Linked DNA regions of Mus musculus: all the other regions are linked to region 1. A link is a contact called in public ChIA-PET, HiChIP or PLAC-seq and promoter capture Hi-C data. All regions are on one chromosome and are shown on one strand. The core of a region is the stretch at or near the end of the contact, and the rest is flanking DNA. Distances in the headings are between cores, read along the strand shown. Region 1 holds the start of Adss (adenylosuccinate synthetase, non muscle). Region 2 overlaps Sdccag8 (serologically defined colon cancer antigen 8). Region 3 overlaps Sdccag8 (serologically defined colon cancer antigen 8). Region 4 overlaps Sdccag8 (serologically defined colon cancer antigen 8). Region 5 overlaps Sdccag8 (serologically defined colon cancer antigen 8). Region 6 overlaps Akt3 (thymoma viral proto-oncogene 3). Region 7 overlaps Akt3 (thymoma viral proto-oncogene 3).

Region 1 (3,654 bases), core at 465-2,964:
AAGCAGAGACTGGTCTGATTAGTATATGAGTAGGAGAACTATGCAATGTAAAACTGGACTTTATAGATGCTCGGTGATCAGGACACTGGGAGACAGCACACAGGATATGATTCTATGCCATATGGATTTGTTTGTAATGGTGAGTATTAAATCCTAGGTCTTACATGTGCTAGCAAGCAATGAGCTACATTCTTTATTATTAGTCTTTTTTCAAAGCAATTATTTCCTTTACCAAAATTTAATGTCACAGTTTGGGTTGCAGTGAGAACATTAGATCAGGGCTGGAGAGGCAGCTCAGTAGTTAGGAGCACGTGCTGCTCTTCCAGAGCATCTGGATTCCCTCTTTAGCACCTGTTGTCTCAGTGGTTCTCAACTTTCCTAATGCTGTGACCCTTTAATACAGTTCCTCAGGTTGTGGTTGCCCCATCCCCCAACTATACAATTACTTCACTGCTATTTTATAACTGTAATTTTGCTATTGTTGTGAATCATAATGTAAATACCTAACAGATATGACATCTGATATGCAGTCCCTGTGAAAGGGTTGATTGACTCCCTAAGGGGGTCTCAACTCATAGGTTGAGAACAGCTGTATTTTCAGATGTCTCACGACCACCTGTTGCTCTGACTCCCAGGGATCTGAGGCCCTCTGCTGGCCTTCAGACAGACAGACAGACACACAACATGGTATGTGACCTCTCACACACAAATAATATAAATAAGTAAATAAATACATAGATAAACCCACATTAGATAGACAATAGGCACACTCTGTAATCAGTTACAATTAAAACACTGAGAAGCACCTAGGCTTACTCAATCTGCAAACTGTCCAAAGTACCATTTTAACGCCCATGAGAGGAACTGATAAGCTATTTAAGAGTTCGAAGGTCTGGGGGGCGAATAACTCAGTGGTACAGTATTCGCATCAAATTACAAGGTTCTGAATTTGATCTCCAACACTTCAACAGAGAAAAAATGGGAGAAGAGAAATTGTTTTGTAGAACGAACGTATTTTACAAAATATTGTAAACTTTAAGGTTGTGGGGATCAAATAACCCAGGTACATTCGGATATGACATAGGCAATTGACTCATCTTTGTGCCCCAGATACTGTAAAAATGGGAAGAGTTAGGATGCTATCTCTAGATTTCATTTTTACTGCTTTTAGTTTGCACTTTTAGTCCCTTTTCAGTTCTAAATTTATTCGGCTCCACTCCAGCCTCCACATATTTTTAAATCCCAGTTTACATTTTGTAAGGGTATTTCATTCTTTAAGATACCCAAGTGTTTAGACACAGAAAACCAAATTGGCTTTTAGAGACCGAAACCAGCCAACCCTGACACTGTGGTGCCATGCCTTGGCCATCTCACAGAGCATTGCATGCTGGGAATTGTAGTTCCACACTCTTTCACCCCCTTCCCTACCGCGAGTTTGAAAGGCCAGAGGCTGGTGGGCGGGCACAGAGGGCGGAACTCTCCGTTAGCCCCGCCCCCTGGCCTCCGCTCTCGCGCGGTTCTCCCCGGAGCAGCGCGCCAAGCCGGGGATGGGGTGTGGCCTCCGCCCTGGGGTGGCGGCAGTTGAGGCCGTGGCGCCTGCGGGCCGCGCAGAGGCTTCGGCCTGCGCCAAGTGTGGTCCCGCCCTGAGCGGGCGGGCGGCGGAGCGCGGGGCGGGGCCTGGAGAGAGGGTGGCGGCCCTCGGGGCGGGGGCGGGGCCGGCCTCTGGCTCCTTCTTCCTCCGCATGTGGCTGGTGGCGGCGCAGCAGTTGGGTTCACGTTCCGTTCTCCTGCCCCGTCTCCTTAAGGCTCTTCTGCCCTGCCGGGAGCCATGTCGATCTCCGAGAGCAGCCCGGCGGCCACCTCCCTGCCCAACGGCGACTGTGGCCGCCCCAGGGCGCGGTCCGGAGGGAACCGGGTGACTGTGGTGCTGGGAGCGCAGTGGGGCGACGAGGGCAAAGGGAAGGTGGTGGATCTACTGGCGCAGGACGCCGACATCGTGTGCCGCTGCCAGGTGAGGGAAGCCGGGCCCTTTCTGGGACGGCCGGCGCGGTGAGGTGTCACCTTGAGGTGCGTCCCTCGGGCTGGGAGCTGCGGGGAACCCCTGCCCTGGAGTCTCCGGTGACGCTCCGGGTGACTCTGGAGGAACCTGGAAGATGCGCGATGTTGGAGCTGCATTTCGGGGTCTGGGGACTGGGCTGGCGGTGCGCCGCGGGCAGAGTTGAGGGAGCTTCCGCCCGAGGCCTGCTCGGGACTCTGGCTAGACCCGGCCAGGCCCACCCGCCGGCGCGGACTAGGAAGGGTCCTTTTCCCCAATTTCCCTGAAATCGAGATTCAGCACTGCATTACCTACAGGCTTAGGCACGCAGAACCTCGCCTCCATCGGTCCACTTTGTTGATAGCAGAATCCGCTACGGGGCGATGAGACTGTTTGGGGCCCTCCGGTGCTTTTGTTTGTTTTTTGTTTTTAACTCGTATTTCATAGACTACTATTAAGGGGAGATCTGTTTTTATTACTCACCGGTCCTTAAGGAATCCCCAGTAAGTTGAAAAGTGAGTGTGAGGCAACTAAATACGGAGATTTCAAGTCGGATAATTTAGAAATGTTTACAATGCTTCGGTAATATAAAAAGTTGACTTTCAGGAAATCCAGTGTTTCCTACCCGGAGACACGTGGGTTTTAGTGTTAGTTTTTTTTTTTTTTTTTTTTTTTTTTCTTATTAGTCATTTGCTTTGAAGCAGCCTAGAGGGTAGGCCTTTGAAAAAGGCTCTCAGAAAACTATCATCCCCGTTTCAGAATTCAAAATAAATGAGCAGTTCCCACATTCAAAACAAGGTGCAGTGTTGGAAGTTAATGGTGGCGTATTTAGATTGTAAGAATTTTTTTCTCCCTGAAGGTACATGGTTTTGTGTGGGGGTGCCTTGTGGTCTAGGCTAATCGTGGAAAGCTTTTTTACCTAAAATTGAAACGTATGAAGAAACCGGCCTGTAAAAGGCCAGGTGCTTTGACTTGGGTCATCTTTTTACTGTGTGTGGAGCCCTATTGCTCCAACTGCCGCTTTACCACCATTCTTCAATTCACAGGGTTCTTTCACAGGTTCTTTCTCTTCCAGCAGCTTGTCTGGCAACATGCATATTTAATGGTGCTCTCACAGGTGTTGGCCTGGAATCTGACTCGCCTAGGAGGTGATCCAAAGCCCAGCCTTCACCTTTCACTTTTAAAATCAGATCTGGTAGCTGGGCTGAAGATTTAGCAAAGCGCCTAAACTCTTGCGGGGCAGAAGGATGGACTTGAGGACTGCTTGCTTTTTTACTTGAAAATGTGCACAGGTCCAGCTGCGTCGAGGAGTAGTGTGTGGTTGTACAAAGCCGTTGTGGCACTTCTCTAAAAGGGTTTCAAAATAATAGACCTTTAAAAAGTTATAGAATCAGTTTGTAGACTGTCGGTGTTACTATGTTACCAAGAAAGTGTTCTTGAGGGAGGTCATGTATCAGTCTGATCTGATGACTCTGGAATCCCCAGAGGAAAGATTGAGGAGGAGGCCAGCCGAGAAGTAAATGGTCAGACTTCTCACTCTTATAAACTCCTTACTACTTACATAGTCCTTACATTTTGTTCTTGTGTGCTTTAGAATTTTTACTAATCTCATTAGCTGT
Region 2 (3,654 bases), core at 585-3,084, 960 kb after region 1:
AAGTTACAATTAACAGAGGTGTACTGGCTGGTTTTGTGTGTTACCTTGACACAAGCTGGAGTTATCACAGAGAAAGGAGCTTCAGTTGGGGAAATGCCTCCATGAGATGCAGCTGTGGGGCATTTTCTCAATTAGTGATCAATAGGCCCCGCCCATTGAGAGTAGTGCCATCCCTGGGCTGGTAGTCTTGGGTTCTATAAGAGAGCAGGCTGAGCAAGCCAGGGGAAGCAAGCTAGTAAGGAACATCCCTCCATGGCCTCTGCATCAGCTCCTGCTTCCTAACCTGCTTGAGTTTCAGTCCAGACTTCCTTTGGTGATGAACAGCAGTGTGGAAGTGTAAGCTGGATAAACCCTTTCCTCCTCAACTTGCTTCTTGTTTGTGCAGGAATAGAAACCCTGACTAAGAAAGAGATAAAGTAGAGGGTGGGGAGAGAAGGAGGCCAGGGAATGAATCCGGGTCCCAGGCCAACACGTCTGCAAACTATTGTGTAAGTAGGGCTATGTCTTACAAGATCTGCTCATATTCTGTTGCTTCTGAAATCAATCCAGGATGAGGTAATAATTTCTCTAGAGAAGCTGGCTACAGACCACGGATTGCAGGCCCTTGATAGAAATATTATTATTCTTTAGAAATAAGTGCTTGTCTTCTACAGATCACTTTTGAAAACTTGAATAGTATTTAACCAATTTTTTAAATCCTTAAAACCATTGAAAACTTCTTATTTACTTACTGTAGGAAATATTAGTACAGAAACTGACCCAGAAACTTTCTACTTATAAGTCCTATCCTAGATCTTTAAGTTAGTGCCAAAAATCTCTAATAAGTAACATATTTTTTTATATTATACTTTTTAGCTACAGAGAACGCTTTTCTGACAGGAAACTTTCATGGGGGTTAAACTATGATTTTAAAAGATGATTGATGCATACTGTGAATAGTTTTAGTTTTAATAATACCATTACCATTCCTCTATAACATCTAGGTAATGAACCCACCCAGAAGTTTCAAATCTTGGGGGCTTGCCTGCAAGTGCAGAGAGAGAATTGAGGAACACAGTTCTTTCTTTTCTGGGAGAAACCTCTGGGCATTATGGTTTGGTTCAATGCAAGCATCTCTTACTAATTTATACAAACAGGGAACAAAACATGAGCTTAGGTAACTGCATTCAAGGGGGTCAAGACAGCCTGGGCTCCAGTTCTTGCTTCACCATTTTGTAGCTCTGTGACAGAGAGTCAGTTACTTAACTACTACATATTTTAACTTTCTCCTCTTAAACACAAATAGTAGCACTTGCCTTGCATGGCTATTGTGAAACTGAAATAATACAAGGAAAATAACAGGCTTGATGCAGTGCCTGATACATACCCATGCAGTCAGAACAAATGGTAATTACTATATATTATTGCAGTCTTTTACAGAAGAGGATAGTGTGACACTAGGAAATCTAAGTTCAAATTAACCTAAAGCACTGCTGAGATTTAGTATGAATATCTGAGTCACTAAAAAAGCCTATTTTTCCTTGAGGAAGATAATATTCCTAACTCACCAACATTTAAGATATGCTAAAAAGTTTTATTCATATTAATTTCAACACTGTATCAAGAAAGCACTGGAGAAAGACCTGTTTACCTACCCAAGCAAGCAGCAAGCACAACTGTGCAACAACAGTGATGTCACAGAGGCTAAAGGGCTGGCCAGTACACCTACTACAGTTATTCCCGGGTTTGCATGCCTTTCACTACACGGGAATGAGTAAGATCGACATCATAGCCCCTAGAACCTTGTCTTGTCTACGATTATGACTGTAGTTTCCTTTTGGCAAATCCTCTTTGCTCAGACTGAAAGGCAGATGTGCTGCGACCATCGCTTCCTTCCCTGCTCATGCCCCCTGCCTCTTACTCACTCGTCTGCCTGATTTCCTCTCTCACTTCACTTCCTCTTCTTCCCACTTCTTTGTCACTGTATAAATATTGAGGCGATGAATAATTGACTCACTGCTCCATGATTATATACTTACAAGAACAGCACAGGACTATTTTTCTAAGGAGCTATATCCAAGGACTTTTTATTGGATGATACCTTTTTTTTTTCAATTTGACATCAAAATTATAAGCACTAAGGTGGAATGTTTAACCACCAATATTAGTAATCTTATAAAGCTTCAAAATAATTTTATATAAAGGAGTAAGTAGCTTGTCACAAATGTAAATGTCAGCACAGAAAACAAACCGAATACTAATCATCAGCCCACTGATGAGTTTTCAAAGTCAACACAACCAGATGCTTCTGAACAGCCAACACACACACACACACACACACACACACACACACACACACACACAGACCTCAAGGACCAGAAAGGAAATGCTGGGTCCGTCTAGGGGAAGTAAGCTACAAAACCAAAATCAGATGACACTTAACTACATCATCAAGACTCTCACATATTATTCTTCATAGATATGATTTACTAATGATGCCTACATCTAGAAACCACAAAGTCTATGACAAAGTAAGCTGCAACCACAAACATCAGAACTGCCCCATGGAAGGTAGAGTTTGTATAACTTGCAGGGGTCTTTAGACTCTACAGAATCTAAACGGTCTCTAGAGAGTCTAAAGAGCATTGATCCATTCTTCAAAGTCTGGGCCGATGACACTAGAGACAAGAGGCAGCCTGAGGCTCACATTCCTAGGATCTAACCAGACCAGAAAAATCTTGGGGACTCTCAGGGGATGGAGCCCAGGAACTCTCATTGTAGACCCTGACAAGGGTAAAGCTTCTCAAATCACCATTAAAGGAACTAATTACTATGAGCAAGGCTGATCACACTACTTAGTAAATACCAGGACAAACAAACGGTGCAGACACAGAACAGAATCTTGATTCTCAGACTCACAGGCCAGGGTTCTTCCTACCACACAGTGCTGCTCATCTAAGATGTTAGAGCTCAAGAGAAATGCAGAGAAAGTCAACAGATCGGGGTGAGATGCTGAAGCATTCCTAGACTGGCTCAGTGCCTCCTATGTGACACATTCCCTCCTTGCTGGTTCCTCCTTCCATATGGAAGACACCGGGGACCTCCAGGCCCAGGTTCTGTCACCTGAAGACCCACTCCACCACAGCTGAGTCTAACTATTAAAGCACCATGCAAATCTGAGCATGGCATTCTCACCAAATGGAACAAGTATGTCCAAATTATGGATTATGGGACATATGCACCCCAGAACAGCTTTCAGTGTAATGTAGCCCAACACCAAATCATTGACTTATTTAAAGTACCATGAGTTAGTTAGCTTGTGGGGTTTTTTTTCTTTACAACTCAACTTCATAGTTCTTGAGTATGAACTTCGTAAAAAAATACTATTTTGTCAAAAGGTTGGAACAAGTTGAAAAGCTGGGAAAAGGGTAGGAAGAAACATTCAAAATAAAAGATTACGGTTATAAACACCACTCACAGATGCATCCAGGAATGTTTGCTCCCTCAATGTCTCCTCCGGTCTTTGAGATTTCAGTTCTTGCTGGAGCCTTTCATTCTCAAGTACAACTACTTGCACCCTATTTTTCATTCCAGACAATTCATCCTTTAAAAAGCAGAAATCAAAACACATTAACGTTTTAAAGAAACACATATTAATTAATTACTTGGAATTCA
Region 3 (3,654 bases), core at 581-3,080, 920 kb after region 1:
TCTACAGACCCATCTGCATCCCTGTCTCCAGACAAACAGACAGATGGAAGTAAATGGAGAATTAGAGAGAGAAGAGAAACAGCTCCTTTTGTAAATTGTATAAGTAGAAATTAATGTAAAGGCTAAAAAAATTATGATTAATTAATTTAAAACAACAATAGAATAAAATGTATTAAAATTTAAGGAGATATATTATTGTATTATAATATTACCTATAAATTTAGTGATAATGAATTGATTTCATTTATATATGATGTTTGGAAATATTTGCTTTCTTACTGGTCAAGGGACTTACTTGAAATCCAGACAAACTAGTATTTCTTAAAATAAATCAATTAAAACCACTATATGTTTTAGTTCTCACTTCACTGGTCAGAGAGGCCCAAGGCACGAATATATAACTTAATCAATAAAATAAGAATATGCCAAATATAAGATGAAATTAAGAATTTAATAGAAAATGTTGATTTTAAAAGTAGATATGAAACAGAAGAGAGAGGAGGAAACTTCTTATATCAAACAAACCTTTCAGCATGCCTTAAGCAATTATTGGAAAGACCGGGCTCATACTATCTACAGAAAAAGAATCACTCCTTGCTAACTTAGACAGGTAAGTTTTGTTAAAAATTCAACAATTAAATAGAACTATTCACAAGTCTGTCTTTGCCAATTGATTTTTTGCTACAAATTAGCTTTGGATTTTCAGTACCATAAAATAAGAGGAGAGGAAGAGGCGATTATAGTAATGGCCGTTGACAGACTCACTAAAGTAACATTTACTATTCTTAAAATAAAAAGACTTTGTATTCTAAACTTCTTTCTAATGACATATGGAGCTTTGGATAATAAGAAAAGTAGTTTCAGTGGCCCACACCATTAATCTCAGCACTTGAGAGGCAGAGCAAGGCTGGATTTCTGAGTCCCAGGAGAGCCAAGTCTACACAGAGGGGAAAAATAAAAGCAAAGAAAAAAAAAAAAAAAGAAAAAGAAAAGAAAAATGGTTTCAATGCAATGAGATTGCTCAGAGGGTCTGAAACCAGAGGTAGATCTCACAGTGGAAAGAGAAAATTGACTCTGACCTCCATAGGAGTACCACGGTGTGTGTGTGTGTGTGTGTGTGTGTGTGTGTGTGTGTGTGTGTGCACGAGCATGCGTGCTCCCGTGTGCCTGAATACAGCACACACATGCACATCACACAACATGCACACAGAACACACACACATGCACACAGTACACACACACATGCACACATAACACACACACACTCACACATACACTACATACACACGTAACACACACACACCACATACACACATAACACACACACCACACCACATACATATACAATACATACATACACATATCAACACCACACACATACACATAACACACACACAATAATAAAAATAATAAATAAATTTAAAAGAAAAATGTTTTCAAAGAAAACATGTACTTAAGCCAATTATTAAAGCAAAACTTTCTCGGACCTTTGTGACGTCCATTTCCTGAGACGCAACGTGGTTCTGAATTTCCTCTAAGTGACTGACAGCTGCAGTCTTCTCCCTGGTGACCTTTTCAACCTGGGCCTCCAGCTTGGCAATATTCTGAGACAGGATCAACATCTGTGAGAGGAAACAAAGAGTCTCAGCAACAGTATTGAGAATATGAAAATTAAGAAGTTATTTCATTAGTTTGTTGTCTACCAGCTACTGGGCTCAACACTCTTTCTCTGTGGGCTGGAGAGATCCACTTCTCTACCTTCTCAGCTCACCTCATAACCTGGAATGCCTCTTTCCTTCCTATTCATTCCCTGGCCTCTAACCAATAGTGAAAGGTGTCAACAATGAAGTCTAAAGGTTGTTTGAAACCCTGAGATAGCAAATATGTTACAGTACAGACTTCAATGGAGTCCTTTCAAAGGGAGAATGGGGACCAGAAACTCTTGGGTCCTTTCCCACATGATCATTAACCATTAGAAAGAATGAGGGGGAGGACAGGGAGAGGGAGGAGAGAGGGAGGGAGAGGGAGGAGAGAGGAAGAGGGAGGAGAGGGAGGAGAGGGAGAAGAAGAAGAGAGAGGGGAGAGAGAGGAAGAGGGAAGAGACAGAGAGGAAGAAGAGAGAGGGGAAGAGGGGGAGAGAAGGGGAGAGGAAGGAGGAGAGGAGGGAGAGGGAGGAGAGAGAGGGAGAGGGATAAGAAAGAGAGGGAGGGGAGGTGGAGAGGGAGAGGGAGGCGAGGAAGAGGGACCCTTCCCCAGTCAACAAGGGAGTTCTCTGCAGTTCCTCTGTTGGCACTGCCCATGTAGCCTCCATTAATGAGTGTTCCTCAGTCCTATCAGGAATCAGCCCTGGTAGATGTGCAATTATCTCCGTCTTCCAGGAATCCCTCCTTGAGGCCAGTGCCCAGCACATAGCCGGCTGGGGTCTTTCACACAGGGGGCTGCTACTTAGCTGCTGTGCATGGGAACTCCCTGCCTGCTCTGTGCCTGTGTCTGTTCTCACTGTTGCTATCCACGCCACCCTGGCCCCTGGCCGTATTCTCACAGTTGCACTGACATGGAATCCTGCAGCACGCTCTGAGTATCCACCTCATCACCCTCCACCTCTGTACACCGCTGGCGTGGCGCTTGATCACACCCGGTCATTGTGTTTAGCTGTCTCTTTGGTTTTTGACTAGAAGTTCCTCAAGGACATGTTCATTAAAAGGCACCAAATGTTCCAAGAGTATATGGATGAATAATTAGGATAAATGGCTTTTCTGAGGGAGTCTGTAGATAGCACCAAGTCCTCCTTATTTCTCCTTGGAATTAGAAACATTTTCCAGTCCTTAGGCTTAATGGTTGAGCTGTGTTCAGTGCTTCCAACTTTTCAGTGCTAACTTGTTAGTTAACACTGAAAGTGAAGGAATGCAGCCCTGGGCACTGTGTCTGTGGAGACAGAGCGAGATGCTTGAGCTCCATCACTGCCCCCAGCACGTGGACTCTTCTATACATGAAACACTAAACTGGTGCCCTATAAATAAGCCCAATAAACTCACTAGTTCATATATCAAAAAAAAAAAAACAGGGGAATCAGAGACATTAATGGGGATAAATGTCATCAAAATATGTTATATACACGCATGAAAACACACTGATGAGGCCCATTATTGTATATAATTAACATGTGGTAATAAAAACTCTTACATTGTCAATACTGAACAAAAGCTTACAGTTAAGTAAGAGCTTTACAGTCATCAGGTGTCTGCACTTGAATTACATAAATAGCATACTTGACCCACATGAAAATAAGAAGCCCTGAAGATACTAAGTTAGAATGATCAACTAAGTGACTTTTCCTGAAAATCACAGAGAACTGTGTATGTGATTTACAGTTATGTCTCAAACATTAAAGGTTGTCTGAAAACTTCCTTGGCACAGAGCTTTGCTAATAACAAACTACAAAGTATCTTTGTGCATATTACAATCTGAACGAATAATTAAAGGTCCAGGAAAATAAACAGGGCAAATAGAGTTTCATTTAATTTCTGTAATTTAAGAACTCAAGTTCATGATTATTCGTATCATAAACCTGTAATTATAGGTCATCTGGACCCAAAGAGCAGTAGCCAATTTTAGTAGCAAGCTAACAAAACTAATATAGTACTTATTTATATG
Region 4 (3,654 bases), core at 814-3,313, 850 kb after region 1:
GATGGACAATCACAAAAATATGCACACAGAGATACCTGGTTTCTCAGAAAACTTATATCAATGCATGGCACATTTTAGTAATAAATTACGGTAGAGTAAAAATGCAATTTTAAAGCCAAATTTTAGCTATCAAATAAAAATATTCTAAAGACAATGTACAATGTTACCCAATCACCTACCTGCTCTTTAGTGAGACCTTTTCCAGTTTCTTGGCTAACAAGCAGCATTCTTCTTTTAATTTTGTCAGAAATGTGTTCTGGGATGTCAGCAGTAAATACTGTTCACTTTCTAGAAATAACAATAACCCACCAATATGAGACATAAGTGGCTTTGCTCTGTAACTCTTGCCATGCACGGTGCTAACGTGCTTCAGATCACTCTGCCCTTCCTACATCCACCAGATCACTGTCAGTGTCCTAAGTGAAGGACTTGTCATCTGGCGGGACACTGAGTCTTGTGAGACATTTATTTTCATAATAAACTTGTATACCAGGAACAATTTTGATCATATCAGCTTGTGTAACATTTTAGCATGCTCATAAACTGTCAAATATCTCAAATGAAGTCATAAATGCTTATATCTTTGAAGTATGCAAGATATTATATTTTTATTTTGACAATTTTACTATAAACAGTGTCAAAAATTATCACAACCAGATAATTCGAAATTAAAGCCGAGGAATTCTCTGCTACACTGTACTTGGTGCTTGATGGTTCTTATCTGCCCATGTTTTACCCCCTTAGAGCTTGTATACACTCCAGTCATTAGGTGGAATACACAACTGTCCTTAGAAATCTTACCATACTTTCATAGTGTGTGTTTCAATAACAGTCTGGCCAGAGACTAAAGAGGGTGTGATTTGTGTGTGCATTTGCAAAATAAATGATCTTAAAGACGATTTTAACGGTCAAAACCTTTCCCAACTCTCAGGTCCTGCCCAAACTCTTGGTCCAGGATTCTACCAGCAATAGCCAAGGACAGTTTCCCCGATGAATTCCTCTTTGTGTTAGTTTAAAAAAAAAAAAATCAACAAAATCTTTTGGATTTTTTTTATTTCTTCTGGCTAAATGCTAAGGAGAAACTCTATACATGAGGCATCAGGATAGCTGACTTTATAAGTAAATAAATCCATTAAAGAACTTCAGGTTACCAATAGATGAAATCATTTTTTAACCATATCTTTAAATATAATATGCATTAAATCCTGTGAAATTCATTTGTAAATAATTTTCCCTTTTCAATTTTTACTAATGTTCGGGGGGGTGAAGCATACAGCAAACAAAGCAAAATAAATCAGGGCTCTAAAATTAAGCAACATTTTTTGTGGAAGAGACAGGATCAATTAAACTTTTGTTTTAATGGTACAATCAGCGTGGAGTATGTGGTGTAGAATTATAATGGCTGACACTGTCTTGTTTTGACTAACACTGTCTGTGAACACACAACTCAAAAGCGAAAGGAACTACATAACGCCCTGACTGCACACATCAAACTGCCTATTTTCAAAGTGCATTTTACTTTCAAATTAAAGGTAAAGAGTTACTGGCCAACTCAGTCTGCAGAATAGTGCCAACGTGATGAAAGATGGCGATTTTGGGCCAAGCTGCCAGCTGTGGTCAATGCCTTGTATTAGTGAATTTTAACAGCAGTTCTGAGAAGCTGACGAATGCAGAGGATTAAGCATCACTCTCGACTGCATTGGGGGAGGTGGGGGAAATCATACAAATGCTAAAAATGTTCGAAGCTGCAAAGATTAAATAAAGGAACATATCAATTTGGAGCCACTGAATTACATCCAGCTGCGACAGTGAATTAAGAACCGATTAATGGGTAAAGCTTTTCTCCAGTTTGGATGCTGAAGCAAACTCATTAGGCTTTTAGAGTAGCTATAATGTGTGTACTGTGGGAACTGTTCAATGCTATTCAGGAGACTCTAACTGTAAGCTCAGAGCATTTCCCGCAGAGCTTCTGATGCTATTTTCTTTATATAACATGTGTGCCTGAAAACCCAGCCAAAAGCAAGCCCTTTGTTTTTCTACTTTGTTGTGGTCTCTCTCAGCTCTACGTTTCTTGAACACAGGTAAATAAACTCATAATCCAGATGGTGCAACAGATGTGAGAGCAGCACTCTCAAGTCAACAGACAGTGGGCAATACTTCCCATTTTCTCTTTTAAACGCTAACTAATATGTAATTCGGAATCTCCGGTGCAGTTAGCATCTGCTCCCTTCGGCCAGCCAAAGGTTACAGGTGTTCCTGATGTCATTTCACAGTAAGGCGTGGGCCTGGCTTGTGAGCAAGTGCCCAGGCTCTAATCTTTCCCTACCACCCACCAGTTTTGTCGTGCTGGGTCTCCATTTGCTGTATCTTCTGTGTCAGCTCCTGTTCTCTCTGCTGGGCCTGAAGGGCTTGGGCCTTTGCTTCATTGCTAAAGCTTTGCTGAATGCTATCTTTTTCCAGTCTGCAAAACAGAGAGGAGACAGACAGAGACGTTATCTGCAGGTGCACAGACCTCCATCATTCCCCCACAGACCACAGACTGCAGACAGGTAGTACACTAAAGCAGCAGTAGCTAATCTTTCTGTAGTCTCCCCATTTTGCAGGAGAGAGAAAATCCAAAGGACTCTCTCTGTACTGTGTAGCACATACATACAAGTCCAGACAGACTCAAGGGTGACGTTTTAAAAATTCAAACAAAATCATAACAATGAAACAGTTGTATTTTATCACCTGATAATTTTTATTTGCATGTGTGTGTGTGTGCGTGTGCGTGTGTATGTGTGTGTGTGTGTGTGCGTGTGTGTGTGTGTGTGTGTGTGTGTGTGTGCGTGTGTGTGTGTGTGTGTGCGTGTGTGTGTGTGCGTGTGTGTGTGCGTGTGTGTGCGTGTGTGTGTGTGTGCGTGTGCGTGTATGTGTGTGTGTGTATGTGTGTGTATGTGTGTGTGTGTGTGTGCGTGTGTGTGTGTGCGTGTGCGTGTGTGCGCGTGTGCGTGCGTGTGTGTGTGCGTGTGTGTGTATGTGTATGTGTGTGCGTGTGCGTGTGTGCGTGTGCGTGCGTGTGTGTGTGTGTGTGCGTGTGTGTGTGTGTGCGCGCTCACACATGCCAGTGTGCAGGTGAAAAGATCACAGATGCACTTCGCAGGAACTAGTCTTCTTCCTTTAGCCCAGTGGGGCTGGGGACAGGACTGGAGCCTTTAGACTTTCACCTTACAAACACCTTTTCCTGAGGAGCCCTTGCCAGCCCTGACTGCATCTTCACAGCATGCATGCTTTCTGTTCTTTCTGTCTTGTAATATCACCAATCTTTCACCGTCCGGATGGTCGCTATTTTCTAAGACTGTGAAATTTTAGGAAGAACATGACTTAATTCTTAGTCTTGGGAAATTTTGCTTTGAAACTAAGCCTCGTAGACTACTTCTGGTTTTCTTCCAAGATGTAAGATATAACTTCAAATATACCGGCAGAGGCTGTTGAGAGGCCAGCACCACATGCCTGCTTTCATTAAGTGCTTTCATACACCAGGCTGCACACCGTGAATGGACAGCAATGTGAACAGGAGCTACTTCCCTCATCTATTCATAATGAAATTTCCTTTTGGGTCATGCTGACAGAATTGCAGCATGAGGACAACATCCTATTGGTGGCTCTCTTTAT
Region 5 (3,654 bases), core at 376-2,875, 800 kb after region 1:
AGGAGCTGCATTTTCAAAACAAAAGTTCTGGGTTGTGCTAATCGCTAAGCATGTCCCCCTACCTGCCATTTCCTTGTTTGGTGTGGGCAGAGACACAAGGGTCCTGACAGCAGATCAGGACAGGAAGGCAACACCGCTGTACAGGCCGTGCACGGCGCCTTCTCACCCGGCCGGCCACTCCTCACTGGCTGCCCGGCACCATTTTGAGAGGTAATGGTCAGGGACTATGCGTACTCCCTGACCCCGAGAATACACTAACTCACCCTTGGAGATCATTTTCAGCCAAACCAAAGGTAGACTTTGATTTCTCCCTCTGGATGCTGCCAACAAACTGCTTCTGTCTTAGTTTTCAGAGAAGAGGAGCAGCTGTGCACTTAGATCCTGCACCGCCTGCTCTGAACCCAGGCCGCACCCCGCCCAGACAACAGCGACAGCCTCCAGTGCGGCTGGCCACCCCGTGCTGGGCAATTGTCCTCCTGCAGGTGCAGCCAGCCACAGGGCTCCGCATGGGCCACGGGGGCGCGCCCGCCTGTTCCGCCTCTGGATACCGGTGGCTTGGCCAGCACCCCCTGCCCACCATGAGAGGGCCGGCACCTGCAGGGGCCGGCTGGGTGCCTAGCATCTGGCTAGGGAGGCTCCACAGGGGCTCCCGGGGCCTCTGGACTTTGGCAGAAGGAGGGGATTAAAGCGAGCTGGCAGTTGAGGGAGGAGATGGGTGAAAGCTTCATTAACTCCATGCTCGCGGCCCAATTTCATTCTCCTGAGAAGCAATGTGAAAAACAGGTTGATTTCCCGGCGATGCAAGAGGTGCTGTGGGTTTGTATTTGCTGTCTTTAATTCTAATTCCTTATTGGTAAACAAATAAGTGAATCATTGTTTGTTGATGATCATGGACGACCCAATTTTTAATTAAAGAGAAAAAAATCTTGGCTAATAGAGAGGCCAAAGAAATATTACCGCTCGTTTTAATTTCTATGAAGTAATTAAGCTTCTCTTGTGACTTAATTGAAACTGGCAAGACTTAAGAACTCACTCAAAGAGGTGACAATCAAAAGGTGCTGGATGACCCCCCCCCCCAGCGGGTTTTCCGATCAACCCTCAAATGTGCCCTGGAAAACTGTACCCGTGAGTCCTTGAAAATATTTCCAGTGGGCATGCTTTATGCCCAGGCCTTCATTCTTGATTTTTGCCCCTCTACAAAGTTACACTTTAGAGTTTCACTTGTAAGCCCTACTTAGAAATTCCCCTCCAAATGCTTTGTCTGCTCGATCTCCTGAGCTGCCCTCATATTTCAGTTTCCAGACACTCTTGAACTTTGCAGACAGCGCCAGTTTGAGCCTGCACAGAACAATCAGCCAGCGTATCAGTTCCCCTCAGAGACAGTGAGATTTCTCTAGCACAATCTGCCCAACCTGAACTCCTTCCTTCAGAAACATTTTGCGTTTAGAAAGAAACTCGCAGCTGAGCCTCCTAAGAAGCGACATGTAACAGACAGTGCGTGTGGTGCGGGGCGGGCAGCTCGGAATGAAAAGAGAATTTTGTACTTGGTTTCTTCAGCGCCATGCTCATAATGTACACGTGGCCGAAACTGACATCAGACAGGGAAAGTAAGACGCTGGGGGGAGGGGCATGTGAGGGCGGTGGAAAGACAGAAAATATGTTGATAAAAACAGGAACTTCTGTTAATCTACATTTTCCAGTCACTGTCTTAATTAAGAATGTTAGGAAATATGTTACAGTTTAATTGCATTGTTTCAAGAAACTCAGAGGCTGACAAATTCCAGGCTGTGTACACTTGGAAAGAAAATGGGATCCGATTGACAGTTTCTTCTAATTGGCGAATAACAATCAGAATTAGGCTTTTCACAGATACAGGCCCCCAATGAATCCCAAATTCACAAGACAGAGTAAGAATATCCTAACCTTCAATGTGTTAGCAAAAAATGGGCTTGGGGAGGAAAAAAAAGAGAGAAGCTGGCGTGCTCAAGTGTGTAAGAGCACAATTTACAACACAAACACCAATAGTTATTTAAGATGTCCTTGTTAAGAATCTCCACAGGATTTCTAGATGACCCCATTTAACAAGAACAAAGCCAGAAACCATGCCAGTCTGCAGACACATGCCATCTCTAACCGCCTTTCTGCTACTCCAACCTAGTTACACAGGACCTGGCTTCCACCTTCTTTCTGCAGGAGGCTGTGTGTTGCTACAACAGACAAAGAAGAACGCACTGTGGCTGTTCCATGTTCTGAGGGAAGCTGTGCTAGACACACACCTCACATGGCTCTGGTTTTTCATGTTTTTATTATTTTAATGTGCATGTGTACATATGAGTATGATATGTGTGTGCACCTGTGTCTGTGTGTGTGTCTGTCTGTCTGCATGCATGCATGCATGCATGCGTGTGTAATATATGTGAAAATTCAGAAAACAACTTTATGGAGTTGGTTCTCTCCTTCTACCTTGATGGGTATCGAACTCAGAGCACCAGGCTTGCACGGTGAATAGCTTTATGTGCTGATCCAAGTGGTCAGCTCACTATGTCAATTCTACCCTTTCCTTGGTTCTGTGTGTGGGGAGGGCGTCCAGCTGGGGTCAGACATGATAGGCAAGGCATCAATATTCGGTATGCTCTGTTCCCACAGGGCTCAGAAAGGCCAGGAGCTGACTCACCAGTCACTCTCAGAGCTCTCAAAGGTTAATGAAGATTTGCTGAATGCTTCTCTCAGGTCAACCCACTGCTTCCTTGGTTGTTCTCAGCCATTCGACCTTCTATAAGCCAACTTTTGTCACATCTGAGCCTCAGAGTTAGCTATGAACTAACTTTTCCAGCCACTGGCGATTTTACTGCATGTACAAAGTCCTCTTCTCAGCAACAGAGCACAATGCTTGCCTTGCGATGGCCATGTACTGCCAGTACCCTAGGTCTCAGCGCTCAGTTTATGCTTATTCTGAACTATAAAATAGCATCTGAGCTCTCAGATGAGCCAGGGAATGGCAGGTATGGCCTAACAGTGCAGTGACTTCACTGGTAGAGACTGGAAGACCTACAACAGTGGGAGGGTATGCTCTCATGTGCTCACTATGGCCTCCACAGATTTGTCTATCTCCTGGGATCAGGATGGACACACAGGCCCCTGGGAGTTAGACAGCCTTCCTGCAAAAGGCATTTGTCAAGGCCCTGAGAACTGTAGGACTGAGCCTGGAGCCCTGCGGAGGACAGAGGAACAGCACACGGGAGCAGGGCTGCAACATGACTAATTAATTACCAAATTGGGGGCAGAGAGGAGAGTTCACAGGGGCCTAGAGCCCAGAGAACCCAGCCTTGTAATTAATAGTTGAAAAGTTCTAGTCAATTCTCAGAGTTCGAAGAACATTAAAAGAATACTTGATGCTGCGGGCAGGGAGGAAAGCAGCCGCCGCCCCAGGGCCAATTGCCTCTCCAGCAGCGGCAAGGCTGCTCCCCTGCTCTCAGGACCATTTGTTCCATTACACAATCTCCTGAAGCCATTTAGAGAGAGCTCAAACAACTGCCTGTACCAACGCGACACATGGCTCCCCATTCCGACTCTTTGCTAATCCAGACGCTCCAACCATCTTTCTTTAAGATGCCATATGGTTGGCAGAAGCCTGTAGATCTTCTAGCAGCACAT
Region 6 (3,654 bases), core at 560-3,059, 750 kb after region 1:
GGAGGCTACTTCAAGTGATGCCTAAAGTTTTCCTTTACCGAACTGCTTTGAGTTCCTCCAAAGGATCAGCCATCACTGGGCTTGATTTCTTTCTCTGTTACTCTGCATGGCTTACTTTTATCCCTGTGTGCAAATTACATAAAAAGCATCACTTCATGGTGGGTGCAGCTCTATAGGAAATGGCACTTCTGTGATGTTCCTCATAGTTAAGAACACATGGAAGCTAAAGGTTTATTTGGCATTCTGATGTTGGGAGTTTAGTAATTGTAAGCATAAATAAGTCAGTTCAGAGCATATTTTGACATCATTTTGAAGTCTTTAAGTTGTATATTAAGGAGCCATTGACATTGAAATTTTTGACAGCTTCACACTTTGAAGAAGCTTGTGCTAATAGATTTCAGCTTCTAAAATTCACCCTACAACTGTAATCTCAGGCATAGCGTGAGTTCACAGGCAGTATATAATGTATTTTGACAAACATGGTAGCTACATCCTAAGCCAACCTATTGCAAAAGTACTGAGATTTTACCCAAAAATGAATAACTGAATCTGGATTGATATATATATTTTTAAACTTGTAGAATGGCTGCTTCTCTCCTTTATATATCCTCTCAAGTATACATCCAGTGCAAACAGTATTGTAAACTATAAACTAAACTGTGTAGGAAAATAGAGTTCTGATTTTTATGCATATTGGTTTTATTTGTACTTTGAAATATCAAATTCTTTTCAGCAAAAAAACATTTTGGTGTTTTCTGCTTTTCTTGTCTCTTAAGCAAAGCTTAGAATGACTGTTGATCCAGTACTGATCTCTGCCCTCCTGTGAGTTGGCAGCCTACCAGGGGAAAGCTGCATAATTGGAAGAACAGTGAGTGTGGGGGTCAGAGGTTAAACCTTAAATAAAATCACCAGACTGAAGGTTCCAGATATGAACTCTGCTACAATATTATACAACCTAGTGTCCATCTCTGGAGTGGAGTTTAAGAGTTTATTTAAAGAATCCTGTGTAGATTCTAGAGAAAGCTTTCTTGCAATTAACACCAAAGCTAATCATGTATTTACTGATTACTTCAGGGTTCATCCTGACTATGTCGGAAGAGCTAGGTCCATCTTAGACATGAATTCCTTACATCTGGTAGCCAGTATTCCAAAGATTTGGTCCTTATGTACTTTCTCTAGCTATTTGTTTTGTTTTTTCTTTACCTAGTGACATGTTAATATTGGTATGCGTCAAATCACCAGAACTAGCTGTTAAATTTCCACAGATGTTGAGCTATACATTTTATTAGTCACTCATTTTTATCAAATTATGCAAATCAAGAATAGTGAAAGCAAAGTACGAAGTCACACTTTATCACTCTAATGATTTTGTTCCATGTCATTGTTATTTTGTTTTTCTGAGTTGTGTCCATGTGGAAACAATATATAGTGATTTGATTTTCAACTATGTTATTTTGAAATTGGGCCTTAAGGGTATCATTCCTACTACCAAAGTTGGCCAGTCCTCGAAGTCAGTGTTTGATTGGTGCTTTGATTCTTTAGAATTAAGAAAATGTAGGGGGAGCCGGGCAGTGGTGGCGCACACCTTTAATCCTAGCACTTGGGAGGCAGAGGCAGGCGGATTTCTGAGTTTGAGGACAGCCAGGGCTATACACAGAAACCTTGTCTCGGAAAAAAAAGAAAGGAAGGAAAGAAAGAGAAAGAAAAAAGAAAGAAAATAAATGTGGGGGAAAGGTTAATAGTGTAAACTCATTTGAAGAGCTTTTGGTTTCTGTGGCATTGCAAAAGCAGCGAGGTAGGTAAGGTGGTGTTCACTGTACAAAGTCTCTCAGCAGTCAGTGCTCACTGTTGCTGTTTCTCAGGTCATTTTCTTCTCTGCCTTAACAGAAACAAAACAAACATTCCACAACTAATTAGTAATCATAGTCATTTATAGTTGAATTTGGAATTGAGCATACATTAATGTTTACTGTGAGAATTTTGTATCTGATTAATAATATAAACATTCTATACTTTTTGTATATATTATACTTTACATCCCTTATAAAAGTAAAAACTATAATAAGCTCAATCATGTATATGCACCTATGCATGACTAAGTCCAAAGAAAATTCCCTGTGTTAGATCCAATTTCAGTGTGTTCCTTCATTTTTTTCTCTTTTTTTGTTACCCTCCTTCCATTCTTATTTTTCATATGTATTTTCTTTTAAATAAATATATACTAAATTGAACCATAGAAGCCAGAAAACACTTGTTTTTTCTTATCAAGTCACATTGTTTAGATAAAAACAACTTTTAACTTAGGGTGTAATTTTAACTTTTAGTTTTATATTCTGAATTGTATAGTAAATTGGACTATGAGGATATTTCATAGATAATAATACTGTTTCTGTATCATTCTTTTGAAATACAAATACAACCTGTGAGATTTTTATATGGGATGGTGATGTCAGAGAGAGTTTTATTGTTTTTCTTTGTGGGACACTCATGGTCTTGGTCTTTTTCTGTAGCCCTGGCTGTTCTGGAACTCACTTTGTAGACCAGGTTGTCTTTGAACTTACTGTGTAGACCAGGCTGCCTTCAAACTCAGATATGTGCCTGCCTCGACCTCCCCAGTATTGTGAATAACTACACTAGACTCAGATCATTTTCTAACCATTTATTTACTTCAGAATTTACATTAACAAAAGAACATTTTCACTGACTAAAAAAGGAGCAGTGGTAGAAGCACCCCTTGCTTATACGTGGTGCTGCCATGTATTAAATCTTGGCGCCCACAAAGGGGTGCAGTGTCTACCATGCAGTTGGAGCTGCTCGCCTGTTGCTTACCCAGTCCCTCTCTCAAAGGCCAAAGTCCCTTGCCTCTTCAGGCCTCTCTCTAAAGCCTTTGTCTCTTACCTTCGTCTAAGGGTAGTATTACGTAGTAGCATTATTTAATTTTTATTTTCATGGCTATGCATTTCAAAAATTATTTAAACACACTAAATTTTACCTACATAAAACTTATTGTTTGACTTATATAACTTATATAAATGTTTTATACTTGTTTAATGTTTTTTCTTATCCTTACAGCCTTGGTGGAGGGCCAGATGATGCAAAAGAAATCATGAGGCATAGTTTTTTTTCTGGAGTAAACTGGCAAGATGTATATGACAAAAAGGTAAGCTGTCTCTAAGGTTCTCTACACCTTAGAAATTTACCTCAGTAAACTTGAATGATACGACGATATTTTCTGTTTTGCTTTGGAATTGAAGTTATGTTTAAAAAAATTAAAGAAAAAATTTTGTTATTTAACAAACAAATCTATGATTCTATTTATCTCTATTACTTGTAAAATATTATTTCCCATAGAATGATTGCTACCAATTATGTTTCCTCACTCTTTTTTTTTTTTTGGTTTTTCGAGACAGGGTTTCTCTGTGTAGCCCTGGCTGTCCTGGAATTCACTCTGTAAACCAGGCTGGCCTCGAACTCAGAAATCTGTCTGCCTCTGCCTCCCAAGTGCTGAGATTAAAGGCGTTCGCCGCCGCCACCGCCCGGCTTGTTTCCTCACTTTTGTTGTACAGTGTGTTTTTCTTGTGGGCGTTTGTTCATTTTTTTTTTTTTTTAGACTGAGTTACACTTAGTTCAGCCTGTTTCTGGAATTTGCTGTGT
Region 7 (3,654 bases), core at 424-2,923, 660 kb after region 1:
GCGAGATTGTGTGCAGCATTGAGTGTTCTCCACTCCCCCTTGATTTTTCTGAATTAGATTTGATACTATAATACCGTTAGGATGTTGTTTTGTTTAAAAGAATGATTAAATGTATTATTTCTTGGTGTAAAGTTGCCTGAAAACCATAGGTTTCAGGGTTTAATAAGCTGGGTATCATTAAACAAATACCAGAATGCTTAAAGGTAAGGTGGTAATTGTTAACGATTATGGAACATTTTAAATAAAATGCTGATAATGCACTTCCTTAGAGAAGTTAAAGTTGCCCTTCTAACATCTTACAACAGTAGCCTTAACATTCTAAGTAATGCAGCCTTTACTATAGTTCCACATATTGTGGTGGCCTCCAACCACAAAATTATTTTTATTGGTACTTCATAACTAGTTTTGTTACTGTTATGAATCATAATTTAAATATCTGTGTTTTCTGATGGCCTTCAGAGATCCATGTGAAAGGGTTGTTCATCCTCACCCACAAGGGTCACAACCCACAGGTTGAGAAACACTGCTTTACAGTATTTGGTGCATAGGTTGTTTTTTTTTTAATTTCTTCATGGAGTCTAACCTTCCTTAGGAAGCAGGCATGAAAACTATACTTAAACGACAAGTTCATGCATTATGCAGTGGAAGGAAAATTTCTTGACTATAATATATTTCTCAAAATAATCATGAAGGAACATATGGAAAAGCAGAAATGTGGGTACATCTGGAAAGCTTTTAAGGCATCTTGATCATACATTGCAGGTTTACCAAAATTGTAAACAACTTCTGTGTCGCCAGTTGCATTGGTAATATTGTCAGTCCAGGATTAGACTGACCTCTGAAAGAGGAGAGCAGGCAGTCCCTCCTCATTTTAGAATCTACAGAGAAGCAACAGAATCTTGAAATGTTGAAAGATTGTGTATTGAATATGCCACAGACAACAAATAGTAATTACTACCCTTTCTCTAGGAGCATGTATAGGTATTTGGAAATGACAGAGAGTCACAGATGTTGTATTACATAATATGGTTAAGGACATTGCGTTGATACCCTAGTTCAGCACTGATTAGTTAAAGGACATTACTTATTTGAAGGAATCAATAAAGGAAAATGATACAACCATCGTTCATCAGAAGTGAGTAAAGACAATTTTATTTAGAAAACTAGATTTTGCGTATGTCTGTATCCTAAACTGTTATGTCCAAGCTGATTTCAAGGTTCTGGAATCAAGGGATCCTCTTTCTTCCGCCTCCTGAATATCTGGGACTGCAGATATGTGCCAGTGTTCAGGTTTATATATCCCTAAAATTTTCTCACCTCTTCAGATTCGATATTTCATTCCTCACACTTCTTACTATGTAGGCTTATATTTCTTAAAACTTACTTTTAATAAAGGTTCTCAAATACTTTGACGTCCCCTCACCCACCGCCTCCTTCTAGCCCACTGTCCAAAGGTAGGGGAGAAAAGATGGTAAATAGGACAAGGGGATATGAACCTGTTTAGAAGACGTTGCGTGGGGCTATTCCAATCTCTGTTAGTCAGGACACCAGTAGTCCAGTCCAGTAATGTCAGGATAGCAAACAGGAATCAGAGGTGGCTAGATCTAACAGAAACTGCCAGGCCTCTGACACATCGTGTCTGTTGTCTCCTATTTATACTTTCTCCAAACATCACATGTCCTCCCATGGGTCTTGCCTCAGCAATACACCACGTGAGTCGACCTCACCATGTGAGTCTGTATCAGCAAGACACGGTTTGAGTCTGTATTACTTGACATATCCAGAAACTTCCACTTCTTTTCTAGAATTAATATTTTATGAGGGTTGGATTATACCTGCATAATCCATTTATATTTTAAGTACTTGTATGTATTTCAACACTAAATTATTTAAAAAGTTTTAAGACTTTATTTTCTGTGTTTTGGTGCTTTGTCTGCATGTATGTCTGTCCATCTCAAGTACAGAGGTCAAAAGAGGGCATTAAATTGTCTAAAAGTGGAGTTTAGTTGTGAGGTACTGCAAAGTGTTGGGATCTGAACCTGGGTTCTTTGGAAGAACAGTCAGCACTCTTAACCACTGAGCCATCATCCCTCCAGCCTCAAGTGCACAAGTATGAATATGGGCACACATGTATGCAGGTGAACATACATTATGTGCATATGAGTGTGTATGAATATGGGCACACATGTATGCAGGTGAACATACATTATGTGCATATGAGTGTGTATGAATATGGGCACACATGTATGCAGGTGAACATACATTATGTGCATATGAGTGTGTATGAATATGGGCACAGATGTATGCAGGTGAACATACATTATGTGCATATGAGTGTGGAGGCAAAGGTTGAAGTCAGGTGCCTTCATTTATCGCTGTCCACCTTATTTACTGAGGCAGGATTTTTCACTTGAACCCAGAGCCTTACATTGTACTGGCTTAGCCATATCATTCCAGGGATCTACTGTCTTTGCCTTGCCTGTATTGGGATCACAGGCTAGCATTTTTTGTGGGTTCTTTGGATCTGACTCTGATGGTCAGGTTTGCAGAACAAGTGCTTTTGCTTGCAGAGCCATCTCCTCAGCTCCTAGAAATTCTTAAATTCATAATAATTGTTCATAAACTAGGTGAGATGTGACTAGTGCCTGGGGGGGCTAAAGCCTAAGGGATTACTTGAGCTCAGTTCCAGATGAATCTGGACAGTACACGGACATCCCATCAATAGAAGAAAAGAAGTTCTAAAAGCTCTGAGACTTCTGTTTACTTTTCTGTACCTTTATATTTGTCTTAAAGATAGCATATGATTTTAACTAATGCTGTATTTAGATATTGCATAATTTTTACATTTCTTTAGTAAAAACAAGTATTTCCAGGCTACAGAGAGCGGAGTACTGTGGTGAAAAGCAAGTACTGCTCTTCAAAGGACTCAAGTGTGGTTTCCAGCACCCATGTCATGATGTTCACAACTTTTGTTTTTCACTCCAGGGAACCTAAACTCTCTTCTAGACTCTGGGCGTACCTGCAATAACTATGTAGTGCCCTCTCCACATATGTATTAAAATAATACAAATAAATATTAAAAAGAAAAGTTTCAAAGGCCTCTCTCCAGCTTAAAAGACTGTTTTTGATTTATGATACACATTTATTGTTTTCTAATTATATAAATATTCCTAGATAAGTACAATGTTGATTATAAATTGCATTAATTAGCAATGGTTCCATTTAATAACAAAATCTAGTACCTAATATTATGCCATGCAGAATTTTTAAGAGCTTCTATATTGTGTCCGTACATAATTTGTGTAGGCACTATGATAATTCTCATTTTCTAGTTGGGGTGTGGAGGAGGGCAAGTTCCTTTAGTTAAGCAGTGGCATAATCATGATTCACATATAAGCTTTGTGCCCCAGAGTCTTGCTCCAAGCCATCACATTACATTGTAATGTAACTCAGAATGGAATCAAACACACAATCCTGCCTCAGCCTCCAGGGTATGATCTGCAGGTGTGTGCCACCATGCCTGGCCACTGAGAGAATTATGAAGTAGAGTATTTAAAAAAAAATTCAAAAAAACCCCATCAAACCTAGTTTGCAAAGGTTGGGTATCTTTTTAAATCTGTAAGACATCAACTAGGAGTCGCTACTGGTAACTTA

What was found. Promoter capture Hi-C pulls out the DNA fragments that hold promoters and counts their contacts. ChIA-PET counts read pairs in DNA pulled down with a chosen protein or histone mark. HiChIP or PLAC-seq counts read pairs in DNA pulled down with a chosen protein or histone mark.
Region 2: a contact with region 1 is called in an H3K4me3 HiChIP or PLAC-seq map of bone marrow-derived macrophages, with 4 times the contacts expected there. The contact joins the enhancer-like site here to the promoter of Adss in region 1. A contact is called at or near these places in 13 of 39 promoter capture datasets (the 3T3-L1 cell line, 3T3-L1-derived adipocytes, the C10 cell line and 7 more), 5 of 115 datasets of contacts at active chromatin or transcription factors (astrocytes, bone marrow-derived macrophages, embryonic midbrain and 1 more) and 3 of 9 other capture datasets (adipose tissue, liver and macrophages).
Region 3: an H3K27ac HiChIP or PLAC-seq map of the HPC-7 cell line shows a contact between it and region 1, with 7 times the contacts expected there. The contact joins the enhancer-like site here to the promoter of Adss in region 1. A contact is called at or near these places in 14 of 39 promoter capture datasets (the 3T3-L1 cell line, 3T3-L1-derived adipocytes, the C10 cell line and 8 more), 4 of 484 Hi-C or Micro-C datasets (bone marrow-derived macrophages, cortical neurons, forebrain and 1 more), 18 of 115 datasets of contacts at active chromatin or transcription factors (the 230-238 cell line, DN3 thymocytes, the HPC-7 cell line and 13 more) and 2 of 9 other capture datasets (adipose tissue and macrophages).
Region 4: an RNA polymerase II ChIA-PET map of memory CD8 T cells shows a contact between it and region 1, with 16 read pairs. The contact joins the enhancer-like site here to the promoter of Adss in region 1. A contact is called at or near these places in 1 of 484 Hi-C or Micro-C datasets (CD4 T cells) and 5 of 115 datasets of contacts at active chromatin or transcription factors (astrocytes, large pre-B cells, memory CD8 T cells and 2 more).
Region 5: a contact with region 1 is called in a promoter capture Hi-C map of pre-B cells, with 5 times the contacts expected there. The contact joins the enhancer-like site here to the promoter of Adss in region 1. A contact is called at or near these places in 6 of 39 promoter capture datasets (the C10 cell line, embryonic stem cells, liver and 2 more), 3 of 484 Hi-C or Micro-C datasets (the G1E-ER4 cell line, adipose-derived mesenchymal stem cells and embryonic stem cells), 5 of 115 datasets of contacts at active chromatin or transcription factors (astrocytes, bone marrow-derived macrophages, large pre-B cells and 1 more) and 2 of 9 other capture datasets (liver and macrophages).
Region 6: a contact with region 1 is called in a promoter capture Hi-C map of liver, with 3 times the contacts expected there. The contact joins the enhancer-like site here to the promoter of Adss in region 1. A contact is called at or near these places in 3 of 39 promoter capture datasets (3T3-L1-derived adipocytes and liver), 4 of 115 datasets of contacts at active chromatin or transcription factors (astrocytes, bone marrow-derived macrophages, large pre-B cells and 1 more) and 1 of 9 other capture datasets (macrophages).
Region 7: a contact with region 1 is called in an H3K4me3 HiChIP or PLAC-seq map of bone marrow-derived macrophages, with 3 times the contacts expected there. The contact joins the enhancer-like site here to the promoter of Adss in region 1. A contact is called at or near these places in 4 of 39 promoter capture datasets (3T3-L1-derived adipocytes, the C10 cell line, HPC-7-derived erythroid cells and 1 more), 4 of 115 datasets of contacts at active chromatin or transcription factors (astrocytes, bone marrow-derived macrophages and fibro-adipogenic progenitors) and 1 of 9 other capture datasets (adipose tissue).

The regions. Positions count from the first base shown.
Region 1 is chr1:177,794,569-177,798,222 of GRCm38.p6, reverse strand. Adss (adenylosuccinate synthetase, non muscle) reads left to right here and starts at 1,714. Exons shown (of 13, transcript NM_007422.3): 1 at 1,714-2,011. The coding sequence starts at 1,829.
Region 2 is chr1:176,830,986-176,834,639 of GRCm38.p6, reverse strand. Sdccag8 (serologically defined colon cancer antigen 8) reads right to left here. Exons shown (of 18, transcript NM_029756.3): 5 at 3,458-3,583. It also overlaps the pseudogene Hmga2-ps1. Among named protein-coding and RNA genes, the nearest start is that of Sdccag8, 18 kb to the right of the region's middle. Within about 2 kb of position 1,834, at least 77 of the 459 cell types and tissues checked have an H3K27ac peak or open chromatin away from gene starts, as enhancers often do. A contact at or near this core is called in the HPC-7 cell line, adipose tissue, bone marrow-derived macrophages and 3 more, where this site is marked.
Region 3 is chr1:176,872,532-176,876,185 of GRCm38.p6, reverse strand. It overlaps Sdccag8 (serologically defined colon cancer antigen 8), which reads right to left. Exons shown (of 18, transcript NM_029756.3): 11 at 1,488-1,622. Among named protein-coding and RNA genes, the nearest start is that of Sdccag8, 60 kb to the right of the region's middle. Within about 2 kb of position 1,830, at least 7 of the 459 cell types and tissues checked have an H3K27ac peak or open chromatin away from gene starts, as enhancers often do. A contact at or near this core is called in the HPC-7 cell line, where this site is marked.
Region 4 is chr1:176,944,915-176,948,568 of GRCm38.p6, reverse strand. Sdccag8 (serologically defined colon cancer antigen 8) reads right to left here. Exons shown (of 18, transcript NM_029756.3): 14 at 2,334-2,461; 15 at 180-288. Among named protein-coding and RNA genes, the nearest start is that of Gm15423, 5.7 kb to the right of the region's middle. Within about 2 kb of position 2,063, at least 65 of the 459 cell types and tissues checked have an H3K27ac peak or open chromatin away from gene starts, as enhancers often do. A contact at or near this core is called in memory CD8 T cells and thymic regulatory T cells, where this site is marked.
Region 5 is chr1:176,994,827-176,998,480 of GRCm38.p6, reverse strand. The region is part of intron 16 of Sdccag8 (serologically defined colon cancer antigen 8); the gene reads right to left. Among named protein-coding and RNA genes, the nearest start is that of Gm15423, 56 kb to the right of the region's middle. Within about 2 kb of position 1,625, at least 101 of the 459 cell types and tissues checked have an H3K27ac peak or open chromatin away from gene starts, as enhancers often do. A contact at or near this core is called in the G1E-ER4 cell line, bone marrow-derived macrophages and pre-B cells, where this site is marked.
Region 6 is chr1:177,043,281-177,046,934 of GRCm38.p6, reverse strand. It overlaps Akt3 (thymoma viral proto-oncogene 3), which reads left to right. Exons shown (of 13, transcript NM_011785.4): 11 at 3,073-3,160. Among named protein-coding and RNA genes, the nearest start is that of Gm15423, 100 kb to the right of the region's middle. Within about 2 kb of position 1,809, at least 10 of the 459 cell types and tissues checked have an H3K27ac peak or open chromatin away from gene starts, as enhancers often do. A contact at or near this core is called in liver, where this site is marked.
Region 7 is chr1:177,137,835-177,141,488 of GRCm38.p6, reverse strand. The region is part of intron 1 of Akt3 (thymoma viral proto-oncogene 3); the gene reads left to right. Among named protein-coding and RNA genes, the nearest start is that of Akt3, 110 kb to the left of the region's middle. Within about 2 kb of position 1,673, at least 6 of the 459 cell types and tissues checked have an H3K27ac peak or open chromatin away from gene starts, as enhancers often do. A contact at or near this core is called in bone marrow-derived macrophages, where this site is marked.